Linked DNA regions of Mus musculus: region 2 is linked to region 1. The links are chromatin contacts, called in public Hi-C maps. All regions are on one chromosome and are shown on one strand. The core of a region is the stretch at or near the end of the contact, and the rest is flanking DNA. Distances in the headings are between cores, read along the strand shown.

The links. A called contact is a pair of places that touch in the nucleus more often than the background predicts.
Region 2: a Hi-C map of bone marrow-derived macrophages shows a contact between it and region 1, with 18 read pairs. The contact joins two enhancer-like sites. A contact is called at or near these places in 2 of 484 Hi-C or Micro-C datasets (Th2 cells and bone marrow-derived macrophages), 1 of 115 datasets of contacts at active chromatin or transcription factors (astrocytes) and 1 of 9 other capture datasets (embryonic stem cells).

The regions. Positions count from the first base shown.
Region 1 is chr16:30,674,786-30,677,485 of GRCm38.p6, reverse strand. No RefSeq gene overlaps it. Among named protein-coding and RNA genes, the nearest start is that of Fam43a, 76 kb to the right of the region's middle. Within about 2 kb of position 1,410, at least 23 of the 459 cell types and tissues checked have an H3K27ac peak or open chromatin away from gene starts, as enhancers often do. A contact at or near this core is called in bone marrow-derived macrophages, where this site is marked.
Region 2 is chr16:30,991,411-30,994,110 of GRCm38.p6, reverse strand. All of the region lies in intron 3 of Xxylt1 (xyloside xylosyltransferase 1), which reads left to right. Among named protein-coding and RNA genes, the nearest start is that of Gm15742, 16 kb to the right of the region's middle. Within about 2 kb of position 1,365, at least 22 of the 459 cell types and tissues checked have an H3K27ac peak or open chromatin away from gene starts, as enhancers often do. A contact at or near this core is called in bone marrow-derived macrophages, where this site is marked.

The DNA of each region.
Region 1 (2,700 bases), core at 161-2,660:
CTCTACAAGGCTCTGGTGGAATCCCTAGTGTCTGGTTTCCTCACAGCTCTCTGAGACATCCTCCTGACCGAGCACCCTGCTTTGTCTTGTGCTTATGGAGGCAGAGTTGCTCACACAGTCAAGGAAGGTGGCAAGTGGGGAGCCCAAAGCTGGCTTTCATCCAGGGCTGGCACCCCCTCCTCCAGCCTGCTGGCCAAGATGTCTTGCCTCAGTTAAAATAAGCCATCACGGGGGAGATGACATCACTGTCCCTAGGGAGATGTACCCGAAGAACATTTTCCCCTAGATCCACACCCACCCTTTACCCAGTTCTACTTCTTGGGTATCCACAGCAAATCTAGTCTTTCTCCAGGGCAGCCCTCAGGTGCCAAGGGCAACTCTCTTATCTTTCTGCAAGCTAAATTCCCTTAGTACTCACAGGACTAGAATTCCGGCCAACCAGGGAACAAGCCATCGGACCCTGGAAGGGGACCTGGGAGCTAAGAGAGTCTCTGGGGCAGTTGGGAACTTGTTTTAGGAAAGCACTTCTTAAATCTTATTTTCCAAAAGCACACCTTCAGGAAATACTAGACCATGGGTTCCCAAGCTTCCTGATGCTGCGACCTTTTAAGACAGTTCTTCATTGTGCTGACTCCAACCATAACGTATTTTTGTTGCTACTTCATAACTGAATCGTAATGTAAATATCAGATATTTCCTATATCTTAGGCCACCCCTATGAAAGGGTTGTTCAACCCCCACTGGAGGGGTGGAGACCCACAACTTACTAGACCGTGTCTAACCTTAAAATTTAATTCTAAAGAAATTCATCATTAGAATCTCTGTTCCCCTCTCTCTCTCTCCCTCCTCTGTCCTCTTCCCTCCCCATTTCCTTCCTTCCTTCCTTTTTCCTTCACTAAAAGGTATTTGATGTGGCAAATGCTTCAGTGTCCAATGACCCTGCGCTTTAACATCATTAAATCTCTTTGCCTCCTGTGAGGAAGCCAGTGAATGGAATCCAAAATAGTTTTATGTTAGACTTCAGGCTGATGCTGGTCCTCACTGGGGTGATCTAAACTGTTAATAAAGTTAGATAAACCTCAGCTGACACATCCACTCCATCGGGGCTTACTAATCTTTAAACCTGGTACAAAATGCTTTCCAAACGTAAGCTTTATATAGGCTTATTGTGTAGAGGGCTATTTCTTCAATCAGCTTCTTTAATGATATGACTAAGCAAAAACACTTTGTGGGCTAAGAGTCATCACAAGACCAGCTAAATCCAGTCTGCAGCATCACTTAAAAGACAATAAAGCACCCATGAAGAAATGTCTTCATTTCATTTGCTCCTCGGCCTGGGGCATGCAGGAAATGAGCACAGAGCACATAGCCCATCCAGCCACCTGGAAGGCTTCCTGCTTTCGAAGAGAGTGTTTCTTCCTCCCAAACACCCCAACACCAGCGCCCTCCACAGCCCCATTCTACATTCTGATGTCATTTGAAGGAGGAAGCCAATTTACTTCCCACTTGAGCCTGAATGAAGGGTGATTCATTCACAAGACTTACTACTATACGTCAGGGTAACAGTTTCAGGTACAAGGCAGGCTACCTGACCTGCTCATTATACACCAAGTACTTGTTGAAATGTCACACTGTACCTCACAAATCTGTATAATTGCTATGTGTCAATTAAAAATTTAAATATGTATCTATGTCTCTAAGAGTCTGAGGGAAGGATGAGAAATGGAGAAAGACAGATGACAGAGTGATGTAAGCTAGTAACTGCCTCCCAAGTTCTTTCTGAGGGAGACAGGGAGTTCTGGCCTGACCCCAATCTCCCTGGACCCCAGCCTAGAAGAAGCCCTGCCCAGTACAGGAGGTGTGGCTTCAGGACACCTTACAGTACCCCTCTTTGCTGAACCCCATGAAAACATCTGCCATGAGTCACACTGTAAAACACCATGAAGCTACAGAACCTGCCGCCTTGCTGCCTCCACCCCAGAAAAGCCAGCTTAGGAGATTTTCCTTCGAAAGCCCCATGATTGTTGCCACTCCTCACTCAGCTCAGTTATGTGAATTTCCAGACCAGCCCTGGCCCTGGGCTCTGGGCACTCAGAAATCTATAGTAACCAATACTGATACAGTAGCTAGAGCTGAGGTGAGTCCAGCCCTGGACTAGCTGCCTTTGTGCATATATTAACACCGAAATTTTTCATAACATGCGAAAGAGGCAGGTATCTTTAAATTAAAGATAATCAAAGAGCCATGTGTGGTGGTTCATGTCCATAATTCTAGCATTTGAAAGGGTTGAAATCACAGGAGAGGGAAGCCTGGGCTACATAGTGAGTTCCTGGCTAGGCTGAGCTAGAGTGTAAAACCCTGTCTTTAAAAAAAATAAAAACGCTAGGTAGTGGTGACGAATGCCTTTGATCCCAGCACTTGGGAGGCAGAGGCAGGAGAATTTCTGAGTTTGAGGCCAGCCTGGTCTACAGAGTGAGTTCCAGAACAGCCAGGGCTATACAGAGAAACCCTGTCTCGAAAAACAAACAAACAAGCAAACAAACAAACAAACACAGATAAAAGAGCCAGAGAGGGTAGGAGCCACCCAGTTCACACTCTCTGGCTTTGGAGTCTTTGTTGCTAATCATTACATACACAGCAGCCACCACCCCACCCACTCCCAGGAGACTGGAAAAGCAACACTAAGTTGCTGCTAAGAAG
Region 2 (2,700 bases), core at 116-2,615, 320 kb before region 1:
TGTATTAAAGGGCTGTAGCGCTAGGAAGATTGAGAGCACTGGTCTAGAGTAATCTCCAGAGGTCTTCAAAATCTCAGGCTTGGGGCACAGAATTTTGGTGTGGCTTTGTTCTCCAGTGGCCTTGGAGCCTGGCCTGCTGGGAGGTTCCGGGAGTTGGGGCAGAGGGGAGAGCTCTTAGCTCTTATAGAGGAAGAGCCAGGCTGCCATTTTAGAAGCTGGGTTACTCCCTCTCTTTTCTCAGACTTTTGCTGAGGGGATGCCCTAAGCCCAGTGGGGAAGTCAAGGCAGGGGCTGGAGTCAGACTGCTTGGACTTGAACTCCGGCCTGTCCACTCACCTACTTGCGTGGATGGCTTTGACCTAGCCACTTAACCCAAGTGTGCTCTGGACATTATCTGTACCAGTGCGCTTCTCAGGGGATGCTGAGCTGAATTCATAATTTGTCATGTGTCTACAGGTGTCTTAGTCAGGGTTTCTACTCCTGCACAAACATCATGACCAACAAGCAAGTTGGAAGGAAAGGGTTTATTCAGCTTACACTTCCCACATTGCTGTTCATCACCAAAGGAAGTCAGGACTGGAACTCAAGCAGGTCAGGAAGCAGGAGCTGATGCAGAGGCCATGGAGGGATGTTCTTTACTGGCTTGCTTCCCCTGGCTTGCTCAGCCTGCTCTCTTATAGAACCCAGGACTACCAGCCCAGGGATGGCACCACCCACAATGGGCCATCCCCTCTTGATCACTAATTGAAAAAATGCCTTATAGTTGGATCTCATGGAGGCATTTCTTCAACTGAAGCTCCTTTCTCTATGATAACTCCAGCCTGTGACAAGTTGACACATAAAACCAGCCAGTACAAAAGGAATGCCAGCATGAGTGCTGGGTGGGTACTGGAAAGGTAAGGGTATTGGGTCCAAAGAGCCAGTGCAAATCGGTGACCTGTCTGTAATCAAAAAGGGCCTTTAAAACAGTAGACATTTACCTGTGATTACTGTCTGCTGCAGAGTTGCTTAAACATGAAATGCTTAAAATGCTAGAGGTGGAACAACTGATCTTCATGGTATAGATGTGTTTTAGAGCCCACTAGGTGCTGCCACTTAAGACATGCTCTCTTTACTAATGGCATTGGTCACATTTGCCTACAGCATTTCCAGATCTTTTGATGCCTACAGAATTCTTACAGTAGGGGAAAAAGCCTTCTTCCCTCCCCAGGGCTGGCCAAGCCTTCTTCCTGCAGATGTCAGCTGCTATAACTCGGTGCCATTCAGGAAAATTAATTTTCCTCTTTGTCCCAGCAGCCATCTGCCAGCTCAGCAGGAAGGGCCCAGCTTCCGCTGCCGTCCTCACACTCCTCCTCTGTGAGCTGCCTGGTTTCTACAGGGCCCCAGGGACAGGGCCACCACCATCTGCATTCCTCGTTACCCCAGGCAGGGCTTTGGGATGACACAGTCTTAAAATTATTTTCACACTAGAACTCAAAGGAAGGGTTCAGCTTGTAGAATGTAACTGCTTCTGAATTCATTAACGAGAAATCAGCTTTGACAGGAAGATGATCATGCATGTGACCAAATACTGAGAGAAGCAACTTAGGGGAGGAAAGACTTATTTTGGCTCATGGGTTCAGCATGACACATCAGGGAGGGGTCTAGGGCCAAGTTGGTCTGTGGCTGAGAAGCAGAGAAAGAAGATTCTGGCACTGGTGGGGCCCCAGCCTATGGGATGGCTGTGCCCACATCTGGGACAGGCCTTCTCTACACATCCAGAGGTGTGCATACCCAATGTCCTAGATGCAGTCCAAGCAGTTTGACAGTTGAACTTGACATCATGTCCTGGCACCAATCAGACAATCTGGACAGTCTTCATTTGTGTTCTTCATTGCTAAGATGAGCGTCATGGTTTATTGTATGTTTCAGGACTGTTTGGCTCTGAAATAAACCCACCTGGTGCTCACTACCTGCCCAGAAGTCTGTCTCCATTGCCGTGTCTATTGGTGATTGAACTTTAGTGATGAGCAGATTGCTTTTCACAAGCCTTCAAGTACTATATACCCTTGTGCTGCACCCCCGTGCGCCTCTAACACCATTGTTGTTGGTAGTGGTGGTGTCTAAGGATTTTAGGGCCTCTCCAGGGTGGTATCAGTTCCAAGCCTCTAAGAAAAGGAAGAATGAGAACATGGCATTGCCCTGGCTTTCAGCTCTTACTTATTTTGAGAAGGCTCTAAGCATCGTCCCAGTGAAGGCTGATGCCGTTAGTGCCCCCAAAGCCCTCTGTTCCCTGGTCCTGAGCAGAACCTACTTTGTAGCAATGACAACTTGTACTTAATGGCTGCATCACACAGGACAGTCACTGTCCCAAGCACTCAGATGGTAGCCCAACTCCATGAGGTCAACAGTGTTCCAGTCCCCATATTACAGCGGAGGGGGATGCAGAGGTACAGAAAGACAGAAATAAGACAGACATCCATGTGTCTCAACCCATAAATGTGTGTCCAGAAATAAGACATCCATGTGTCTCAACCTGTAAATATGTGTCCAGGATTGAAACTGTGGCCTTCTGACCCAGAGCCCTGTTCTCCATCCCTTGCTCTCCTTGTCCCCTCCCATGTAACAGATTGTACAATTGCCCCCTGAATTCTTGCTTTCTTGTGAGTGAGGTCCTCGGCCCTCGCAGAGGCTCTTCTGTGCCTCACCAGTTCCCAGCAT